3 separate regions of the Mus musculus genome follow, and regions 1 and 3 are each linked to region 2. The links are chromatin contacts, called in public HiCAR-type and HiChIP or PLAC-seq maps. All regions are on one chromosome and are shown on one strand. The core of a region is the stretch at or near the end of the contact, and the rest is flanking DNA. Distances in the headings are between cores, read along the strand shown. Region 1 holds the start of Map2k6 (mitogen-activated protein kinase kinase 6). Region 2 holds the start of 2610035D17Rik (RIKEN cDNA 2610035D17 gene). Region 3 holds the start of Abca5 (ATP-binding cassette, sub-family A (ABC1), member 5).

The links. HiCAR-type assays count read pairs that join an accessible place to other places. HiChIP or PLAC-seq counts read pairs in DNA pulled down with a chosen protein or histone mark.
Region 1: an H3K27ac HiChIP or PLAC-seq map of embryonic stem cells shows a contact between it and region 2, with 16 times the contacts expected there. The contact joins the promoter of Map2k6 here to the promoter of 2610035D17Rik in region 2. A contact is called at or near these places in 3 of 115 datasets of contacts at active chromatin or transcription factors (astrocytes, embryonic forebrain and embryonic stem cells).
Region 3: a HiCAR-type map of astrocytes shows a contact between it and region 2, with 7 times the contacts expected there. The contact joins the promoter of Abca5 here to the promoter of 2610035D17Rik in region 2. A contact is called at or near these places in 2 of 39 promoter capture datasets (hippocampal neurons and pre-B cells) and 2 of 115 datasets of contacts at active chromatin or transcription factors (astrocytes and stem cell-derived neural progenitor cells).

What each region holds. Positions count from the first base shown.
Region 1 is chr11:110,397,506-110,400,773 of GRCm38.p6, reverse strand. It overlaps Map2k6 (mitogen-activated protein kinase kinase 6), which reads right to left and starts at 1,672. Exons shown (of 12, transcript NM_011943.3): 1 at 1,349-1,672. The coding sequence starts at 1,364.
Region 2 is chr11:113,200,232-113,203,599 of GRCm38.p6, reverse strand. It overlaps 2610035D17Rik (RIKEN cDNA 2610035D17 gene), which reads left to right and starts at 1,762. Exons shown (of 3, transcript NR_015556.2): 1 at 1,762-2,309. It overlaps 4732490B19Rik (RIKEN cDNA 4732490B19 gene), which reads left to right. Exons shown (of 4, transcript NR_040276.1): 4 at 1-285.
Region 3 is chr11:110,335,982-110,339,452 of GRCm38.p6, reverse strand. Abca5 (ATP-binding cassette, sub-family A (ABC1), member 5) reads left to right here and starts at 1,737. Exons shown (of 39, transcript NM_147219.2): 1 at 1,737-1,968. Gm39445 (a long non-coding RNA gene) reads right to left here and starts at 1,615. Exons shown (of 3, transcript XR_880289.1): 1 at 1,169-1,615; 2 at 594-665.

The DNA of each region.
Region 1 (3,268 bases), core at 423-2,922, 2.8 Mb after region 2:
ACCATAAACAATCTTACTTGAAATTCTGAAGAGCAATCCTTTTCTTCCCCGGATCAGATACATCGTGTTCATCCGGTAGAATTAAATGGTATCACACCTCCAAACACAGTGTGGCCAAAGCTTATTGGATACTTTAATGTCCCCAGATCTTGCTCTAGAGGTGGCCCCAGTTAACCTAGCACACCTCTTCATTTTGGGGCTTTTCTCAGATGCCATCAGATTTCTCTATGTTAAGGAAGATTGCTCTCGAAACAAGCCATTAAAGGTCTTCCAGCAGGCACCTAAGCAGCTCTGCAGTTTCTCCATGCAGGACTTTTTTTTTTTTTTTTTTTTTTTTTTAGTTCCCTCTACAGAACATCAGTAAGTTTGCAAAATACAACCTTACAAAACATTTTTTTAATTAAATTTGAAAAAGAAAAAGAAGGCAACCATAGTCCTGAACTTCTGACCAAGTCTATGCAGTTACACACTTAGAAGATTTCACTGTAGTTGCCAATGAGACAGTAAAGTCTCAGGTTTGCTCTAATGCTCACAAACACGCTCACCCCCTGAAATCCTCCCCCACACACAAAAGCATCTTCCAAATGGCCAACACATTGAGGTCTTCCCCTCTGCAAGCAACTGATACAAAGTATAAAACCTCGGAAGAGCAAGACTTTTTTTTTTAAATAATAATAATAATACACTGCTCTCCAGACTTCACCTTTACTTCCCTTAAAAAATCAAAAGTTGCCTAATGTCCACAGCGAAATCAATAAAAATGTAAGCTGAATGCTGCCACCGCAGTGGTTCCTTCCCCCCAAAGAATAGAAGATCACAGAAATTTCCTGCTAGTTTAAAGCGAGGTTTGCCTTTCATCTTCACCTCTGAGACTTTTTGAAAGTTTGGATTCCTGTTGCACACAAAATTACTGTGAATATGCGTGCATACTAAAGAAATGTACTATTATATAAAGCATTGCACATTTGGACGCTACCAACCTGCTATATCTCTCCTGACCGTGCAAAAGGCAGAAAGGCTCGGTAATCCTAGCAGAAGAATGCAAATAATGTCAATGCACAGCTCAACTGCAAGCCCTGCCTTACAGGAACTCTCTGTGTCTGCAAAAAAAGAAAAAAGAAAAGAAAAGAAAGAAAAGAAAAGGAGAAGAAAAGGAAAAGAAAAGGAAAGAAAAGGAAAAGAAAGGAAGAAAGAAAGAAAAAGACACACACTAAACAGGAAATGCAACTGAGCTGTGGCAAACCTCAAACTTAAAAATGCAATCGCCGGGCGAAAATTGCATCCATGCATTCACGAATGCATGCATAAGCCTTTGCATTTTTTGCAACTAATGCAAACAGTCTCTTACCTTTCGACTGAGACATTTTCCCCTTTCCTTTGATGGGGGAGGGGAGCACAAAAGACTTTGCCTTGCTTCTCTTCTGTAGCTAGTTTTGCAACAAAGATGCAAGCTGCAGGCGTGCAATCTTCATGCAAGTGGAGTTTCTCTTGACCGATGCAGCAGATGGACTTTCAGGGAGTCAAGGTGGAATTGCACACCTTGCAAAACAGTCTAGAAAGTGATTTTTCCCCCAGTTGCAACGTTAGGGAAGGCTGTGCTGCAGCTACATGATGGGCCAGGGCTGGCAGCTAAAAGCTCCAAACTTGGAACTGAGTATCTTAGTGCGCAGACGTCCTTCCTGCGAAAGGCGCGAGGCCTGCTGGGTAGTGTAGTTCTCCTGTAGAGTCCACGCGTCTCTGATTTAAGGAAACGTGCTCCTGTAGGTGGCTGAGCTAGATGACTGACTAAGCGCGACAGAGATCTCAGATAAACATCGCACGTACACTCTTTAGTAAGGGAAGGGTGACAAACAGCGCGGTCCATGATAGGAGGCTTTTTCTGTTCTAGAAAAACCCCTGAATCAACAGCTTAGAGAGCACAGGGGTAGCGAAGACGCTTTTGGCACCCCTAGACTAAGGTCTAATTGGGGGTTCAATGTGGCTTTTTTTTTTTTAAACCGGCTCAGTATCTGTGAACTGCTCTGTCTGTAGACCGTTCACCCTGACATCTCATTTCACAACAAACATTTTTCTTGAATGGAGATTTTTGGGGTGATTTGACTCTTCAGACAAGATACAAAGTTTTTTTTTTTTTTTTTTTTTTTTTAATAAGAAGCGATCCAGGTCAGTTCTTTTCAAGAAAGCAGAATTTCAATGCTGGATAGGGATTAAGGAAGAGAGATTTACGAAGTTTCTCATTTCTTACACAGTTAGACAGGAAAATTTGTTTCATATATATCAAAGGCCAATTTTAATCAAAATTAAGGTATTTGATTTTTTTTTTTTCTTGCCTGAGGCAGGCGGGGATGAAGGAAAAAGTCCCTGGCCTTGAGAAGAAAGGGCGGCTGGTGGAGAACAGTAACCTTACGTGAATAAAGTCTACTATCTTGAATGTTTTTCAATACCATCAAGAGATGTTTGTTGGAAGTCCAGAGTTTGCTAGGCATCTTCCCAGGCTTTGGATTTTTCCTTTTTCCTGCAGTGCTTGAGCCTAGAGCTGGACTGTGTCTTGGTGGGGGAAAGCCTCCCGCTTCACTGGGCAGTTGGAGATGCAAACCTTCCCTGAAAGGGGTACAAATCGCAACACCCCCACCCTCACCTCCACCCCTTTCCCACCCACTTCATTTCGAGGCAGAGAGCTCGGGCTTGGCTTCCATTGCGCCTAGTAGAACACCTTCAGGAATGTTCTTTCAGAGCGAATAGGGAGGGAACGGTGGTTTCAGGCATCTGATCTATAGGCAAATCAGTGGGGGAGTAAGGGCCACCTGTCCATTCCTGGGACACTGAGAGTACCAGGTTGCCTTGTATACAAGCGTGGTGGTGGTCAGAATATACTGGGTGTGCGGGATTATTACAGGGCTTTAACAGCTTGGCCTTAACTCAGAAGCTCGAGGGTGGAGATAAATGGTTTTGAAACCGGGGAACTTAATCAAAGCATTGCTTTAAGAATGTAAATTTTCCCTTAGTGATCTAGGTGGGTTGGAACTGGGAGAGGCTAGAGATAGGTCAGGTCAATTGTGGAAAGCCACAAGAGCCACTTTGAGAGAAGATTCATGTGTGAGGGCTGCTAATGAAAATGTCTGGAATTGTATTAAGAATTCTAGGAAGCCAGGACCATCTGAGTAATGCCGGAATCAGAGAGAAAGCTACCATGTGTCCTCTCCTCCCCCCCCCCTCCGCCCCACCCTTGCCCCCTCCCCACCCCTGTCCCTGCAATGCTGGAGATTGA
Region 2 (3,368 bases), core at 513-3,012:
ATTTACCCCTCTACTCTCTGATTGTGGATGTGGCAGGAACAGCTGCCTAAAGTTCCTGCTGCCTTCCTTTTTCATTACAAGGGACTGTACTTGAAATGTGAAATGTGAGCTAAAAGAAACCCATTCTTTTTTAAGATGCTAAAAAACCAAACCCAACCCCTTTAATATATATATAGTATATATATTATATGTATATAATATATATTACACTGCCATTTCCCATTTTATTTTTATGTGCTCACCCGCCACAAAAAAAAAAAATAGAAAAAATAAAGTGTTAGAACCATAAAAGCGATTGGTTTTGCATTGTCTTTTGCAACTGTGACCACTACCTGCAGTTAGTTCTTCTTTCCGTTATATTTTGGGCTTTCTTGTTCTCTTTTCTTCACGTTATTCTGTGCCCACGTGTACTTGTTTACGTGTATACACAGAGCTTTGGCTAGGTTCCTCATATGAAGCAGATGGCACGGCTTTTTCTTTCTGAGATTATATGACCTTGCTTAATATTATCCACTCTAAGCCCATCCATTTTCCTGCAAAAATTTTGAAATTTCAGTTTTCCCTAAGAGCTGAATAGTATTTCATTTTGTATACATACCAGATTCTCATTATCCATTTATCTGCTGATTGACATCTTGATTGAGGCTGGGTTTTTTGCTGTAGCAAATAAAGCATCAATAAACACCGTGTGTGTGTGTGTGTGTGTGTGTGTGTGTGTGTGTGTGTGTGTATGTGTGTGTGTGTGTGTGTGTGTGTGTGTGTGTATGTGTGTGTGTATGTGTGTGTGTGTATGTGTATGTGTGTGTGTGTATGTGTATGTGTGTGTGTGTGCAAAAAACTCTATGGTAGGATATGGACTTCTCTGGGTATATACCCAGGAGTAAAATTTTGGGTCATATGGGCAGCTCTATTTTCAACTTTTCGAGAAATCTCCCAACTGATCTACCTGAACACTGGCTGAATTAACTCCCCCTCCCACCAACAGTGAGTAAGGGCTACTCCCTCTGCCCAGCTTCTCCAATGTGTCCTGACAGACTTGTCGACAACAGTAATTCTCACTGGGGTGGGACAGATCTCATCAGAGTTTTATTTTGCATTTCCTTTATTATCCATCTGAGTTCCCTTTCCTCTTGGCTTTCCTCTCTCTCTCTCTCTCTCTCTCTCTCTCTCTCTCTCTCTCTCTCTGTCAATTCAGTTCAGCTGCCCGTTTCTTGATTGGCAGTTTTACCTCTTTGGTATTTAATGTCTGCGTTTCTTTGCAAATTCTAGATAGTAACCCCTTGTAGCTGGCACAGATTTCCCCCTTCTGTGGGCTGTCACTTAACTCTACAGGTTCCTTTGCTTTCCACAGCTTTTTGTTTTCATGCAGCCTTGAGTTGATTTATTTACAAGGTGAAAATATGCAATCCAATGTATGACTTTGTCTCCTTTGTCAAAAATTAAGTGGCTGTTTAGTGTCAGTTGCTTTTGACAGTATTTTATCACAGCAACGGAAAAGAAACTAAGGCAACGAGATAACTTCTAGAAGAAGAGATAAATTCCAGAACAGAATGGAATCTCTTCGTTACAAAGTTTGCGAAGGGAGGTAGCTGTGGTGAGTCTACCCTTTGCCAATATTCTCCATGAGCGGAAGGAGTAAGAAGACAAAACTACAACTCCCAGGATACCATTCGGCCAATCGACCACTTTACTCCGCCCTCTGGCCGTGCCCACCCGCAAACCCGTCTCTATAAAAAAGGCTGGAATGGCCCAACGGCTCGCAGAGCTCAGTGGTGGCGCAGAAAGTGTTCACTTCTTCTGTTTCGGGCTGTACGCTGTGGTTCTGCGCCTCCAGGGCTTTGCTGCCTGGCGAGCGTCCTCCCTGTACCACAGGATCCTTGCCCGACTACAAACCCGAGGCTTCTATTAGGATAGTCTGGATTCGCCATAGGGGTTTCTCCTAGCGCGGATTGTGTGTTTGCGTTGGCGATGCTCATAGAAGAAAGGCGCAGAGCTGTACGAGGAGGCGGGATGCACGGGTCAGAGCCCTCGGTGGCCTCCGCCCGCTGCTCTTGGCGCCGGTCCGCTCCTGGAGATAGCGCGGCAGCCGCCTGGGAGGCGAAGCGCGTAATCTCCGCGCTACCCACGCGGGGCCGCGGCGTGGTGGCCGCACTTTGGCTTTGGGCGCTGGATGGACAGTGGGGTAAAGGGTTGGGGTTCCCCTAACGTGGATTACTTGGTGCTTATCAACTGGATTTAGAAGACTCTCGACCTGGTCTCCATCATCCGTGGGTTGTCTTTCCATCTCCCAGCCGCTCTTTCACCTGGAGGTAAGTTTCCCCCCCGCAGTGCGCAGTTGTGGATTTGATTTGCCCTTCTTTAGCCTTGTGTTGGTTTTTGAAGGTTTAAGGATTGACGTCCGGGAAATCATTTTAGCAACCCTCAGGTGGACCCTACTAGCTCAGATCTCTGTAGTCAGCGGCTGTTCTGGGCTCATCGTCCTGTCCTGCGGCATGGATAAGCCATTGGTTACCCCGCGCCAGGACAGAGAGCGCCTGCCTTCTTGGCACTTGCCTTTTGGCAGGGTTGGTCCTTTGGGACCCTTTGCTTTGCTAGCCATGCCTCTCCAGGAAGCTGCCCATTGCACGCAGCGGGCTGCTGAGGCACAGTGTTTGCAAGAGGCCACGGGGGCTGGGTAGCCGTGGGAGCGCTTGGTGGATACTGCATTATTTTCAGGACTGGGCTGCTGTGGAGTTGATGGAGAGATGGGTATTGGCCACCATGTGAGTACAGTTTACCAGGGCAGGAATTTGGTCCAGTGTTTGCACCTACCATCCTCCTCCTCTTGGTGTGACTTTTATGATGAAGAAGACTTTTGCCTTAGGTCTTGAGACATAACTGTAAATCATAGGAGTCAGTACTCAATAATAGGTCTCTCTCCTCCTTGTCCTTTTGTGATTGCGTTGTAGTAGGGAGGTTGGTACCTGTCACGAGGTTGTCTGAGAGTAGGTGTTTGTTGAATGAATGATAGAGCTTCCCCACCCTAAATTACACCAGGTTCCTCTGTTTCCTTTTCCCTCCTGGGCTCTCACCCTTAATTCCAGAACTTTCCCCCTGGTCCTGGTTTCCTGGGGACAATTTCCAGATATGGATTTCTTCTCCCCTCCCCCACCGATCCCTGTCAGCAGTCCTGAGGTGTTCTTTTGGAACGTGTGTGTGTGTGTGTGTGTGGTGGTCCATTTCCCACCCCAGAACTCCCTCCAACAGAGGAAGCTATTCAGCCAGGGACTGGCTTTGGTGAGTGCCCAGGAGCCCTGAGGTCTCAGTCAGCACCTGCGCAAGGAGGGCAGGCTAGGCAGCATAGGAAGAAAAAAAAATGTTTTAAATGA
Region 3 (3,471 bases), core at 488-2,987, 2.9 Mb after region 2:
CCACCGAGCTTCTTAAGTCTCAAGCTGCAACTCCTATGATCTAGGAACTCCCACATGGTTCATTTGTCTATAAGGTCTATTAATGAGGTGTGGGGATTTCAGTTGCCACCATGACAACCAAGATGTGCTTATTGCTTGTTTCTATTTCCTAGATACAGAAGGGTGGAAGGAAGCATCATTCTCTCTGGCCGCTGTTTTACTATTAAAACCTGGTAGTTGTGGACATTTAGGCAGACATCGTGTGACCAGCCTGATTACAAGATATAAATAGTCTGATAAATAGTTTGCGTAGAGGCAGTAAAATATGTCACAACCTACACATTAATTTGTAGTAATTTTTTTATTTAAAATATTTTTCTCTGTGTTCTATGTTATTCTTACAAGCCTATAATCTTGTTGTCCATTTTATAAGTCGTATGTGTGTGTGTGTGTTGCTGGGGTTTAAAGCCAGGACCTTGTACAATCTAGGCAAGCAGACTATCACTGAACTACAAGTCCACTCCTATAATAGAATTTTAATATTTTCTGTTTCTATGGGTGCAATTTTGTTAAGTGAGTAGGTATTTTTTGTGAAGATAAAAATATTTACATACCTTTCTTGTAGGTGTTTTCTCTCATCAGTAGTATTATTAGCAGTATTTACCATAGTTTATGATTCGCAAGACCTGAAAATTTAAATTGGTATAAGAAAAAGTTCTTAACTTCAGGCTACATATGATGTAGCTGAAGAGATTAGCATGTAAGACAGTGAAAGGGATACTATGGTGCCAAGTGGGGTGTTTGAGAGGAAAGATATCATTGTGTCAGGCTCTATGATAGTGTACACACACATGCAGGCAAAACGTCCACATCTATAATAAAGCAGAACACATTCTATAGACTTAGTTTTCAATTTGAGAACTACACACACATACACAAAATATGTATGAATGTTCACATTCACAGAGCTGAAGATGTTTTCGAAAGTAACTGTAACACATAGCACTGGGGACTGCACACACCAGACACATTCAGTATCAAGCCAGCAAAAATTCCAGCATGAATAGTGTGTGTGTGTGTGTGTGTGTGTGTGTGTTATGAATTGGCAGTTTGTGGCTTCTGGATAAGAAAGGATCAGTCTTCCTCAGGGATGTGTAATTTTGGTATTGTGAACTTTACTTTGCAATACCTTTGGCCCTTGTTTCGATCACTTTGGGTAACGACATTCCAAACATCAGTTTGCATTTTAAGTAAAAATTAAGCGTGGTATATAGTCTTTGCCAGAAGTCAACACTTGCAGATTTTCGGAGGATGTTTGAAGGAACCGGTAGGATGTTCAAGGTGGTAGTCTGAGGTTGGAGAGGAGAAGGCAGTCTTTACAGAAACGAGGAGGGAGGACGCTGCAGCAAGAGGGAGGAGTGTCAGACTTTTATCAACTCTTTAAATACAAGGGAACAGAGGCAGATGGGAGGGTGGAGAACCAAGGCCGTCCTTCTTGAGGCGACAGAAGTCTCCTCAAACCCATCGAGCCTCGGTGGAGGGTGCGGCGAGCTCCCCAGGAGGTTCTGAGCACCTGAGCTAGAGTCGGCAGGTCCAACCAAGTACTCTGCGACTCGTTCGCCGCGCTCACCTCCGCCGGAGCCCCGCCCCCAGTAGCCCCGCCCCCAAGCGCGCTCCCGTCTCGAGCTCCAGGAGCACGCGCATTACGCACGCCCCGCCCTCAGGTGCATTCAGGGGCGGGCAGGGGGCGTGTCTCCGGCGGCGCGCGCGGCTCTCTCGGCGTAGCGGGGCGGCGGGCACGCGCGCGCTCGGCCTCGCGGACCGCGTCTCCGCGCAGAATTTCCGAGCTCCGTCACTTACCGCGGTCGCGGTCGCCGCAGGTAAGCTCGCGGCTTGGGCCTGACAGCGCTGCGGCTGCGACGCCGGGGTGAGGAGACGCCGAGGCCCGCGGCGCTCGAGGTCGCTCGCCATTCGTGTCTGCGGAGAGAGGTGACGCGGCGGCGGGGACGGGGCATGGACCGTGGAGATGGCCGAGCAGCTAGGGAATGAGGAGAGGGGAGGGTGTGGCGGGCCGCGGGGAGCCGGAGGATGCTGGCGGGTGGCGGGCGCTGACAGGGATCCCTGGGCTAGCGACATCCTCAGAACTTCTAGAGAGGCAGAAGGAAAAGAAAGGACAAACCGAAATTAAATAAAAGCCCAAACCAAACCGAAGTCAGTTTTCCCCCTGAGGGCTCAGGAGCATCGCCCTACTTGGGGCGCAGATCGGGTAGCGGATCATGTGTGACCAGAGGACTCGGGGTGAGAGGAAAAGCCGCAGAGCTCGTGACACGGTTTTGGGGTTGAAAATAATCTGAATTCCCCAAACATAGCTAACGAAGATTCCCAGGCGCGGAAAGGTTTCAGGGAGGAGGAGAAAGCGAGGTCCATGGGGGACAGCGGCCTCTGGGGCAGTCGGAGTTGAGGATTTTCGCCCCAGCTCTCTAAAAGCTTCGCTTTACGTTTTCAAAGAATCAAGTCTGAGGACAAAAATTAAGGACATTCTGGAGCCCCAGATGAGGTTAGATCCTGGCTCAGAGCCAGGGTCAGTATTACTTCATCTTGACAGCTGCTCTGAGGTTGGAGATGGTACTCTGTGTGGGAAATATGGGTCTTAAAGAGGTTAAATAACTTTATTAAGGTCCCAGCTGGGGAAAAAAATGAGGTACTGAGATTCTCCCTCTGAGATTCCAGACTCTCTAATCCTGGTGCTTTCCTCACTCTATTTTATGTTTGCCCAGAGAGCATTTTTATGTCTCGTCAGAGAAGACTCAATAGATAAGAACATTATGAGAACACTTTGTGTGTGTTTATCCTGAAAGCAGATTTAAGAGACAGTGATCTTTGAATGTGGGTCATTTAGGCAGATGTGTCCTTGATAATGCAAAACTTCAAATTCTATTAAACATAGGGAACTCTTAAATTTTGCATAAATTTATTAATATGTTCGTTACATGCCAGGTAATCATTTTGTTCCTAAAGTTCCTAGATGAATATAGTATGTAATGTCTGCCATTGAGTTTAATTGAAAGAGTAATTATATAAAAGCAACTCATACTAATATAAATTGTAGTCCTCATTAGTGTGTAGATTACACTGGAAATAGTTTTAAGTGCAAACTTAAAACTTTTATACAGTGCAAACTTTATACTTTTATAAACATTATATATAAAGAAAACTATTAGCTGACTTGCCATATGGGTACTGTTACATCGTTTTCCTCCAGCAAGGCGTTCTGTCATAAAACTTAGGTCAAACTTTACTGGCATTAGTATCTTGCTTTATGTCACTACTTTTGGTAAATTTTAAAAGATCAGCGAAGAAAGCGTTTATGATGCCTTCTGTTAAATTTAAAGGTTTATTATACCCATTATGAAGCCAGTAAAATAGCTGGATAGGTTTCTCTTTCAGTGCATTGCTAGACAGATTAGCAGCTCTTTTCAAAAAATTAAATCT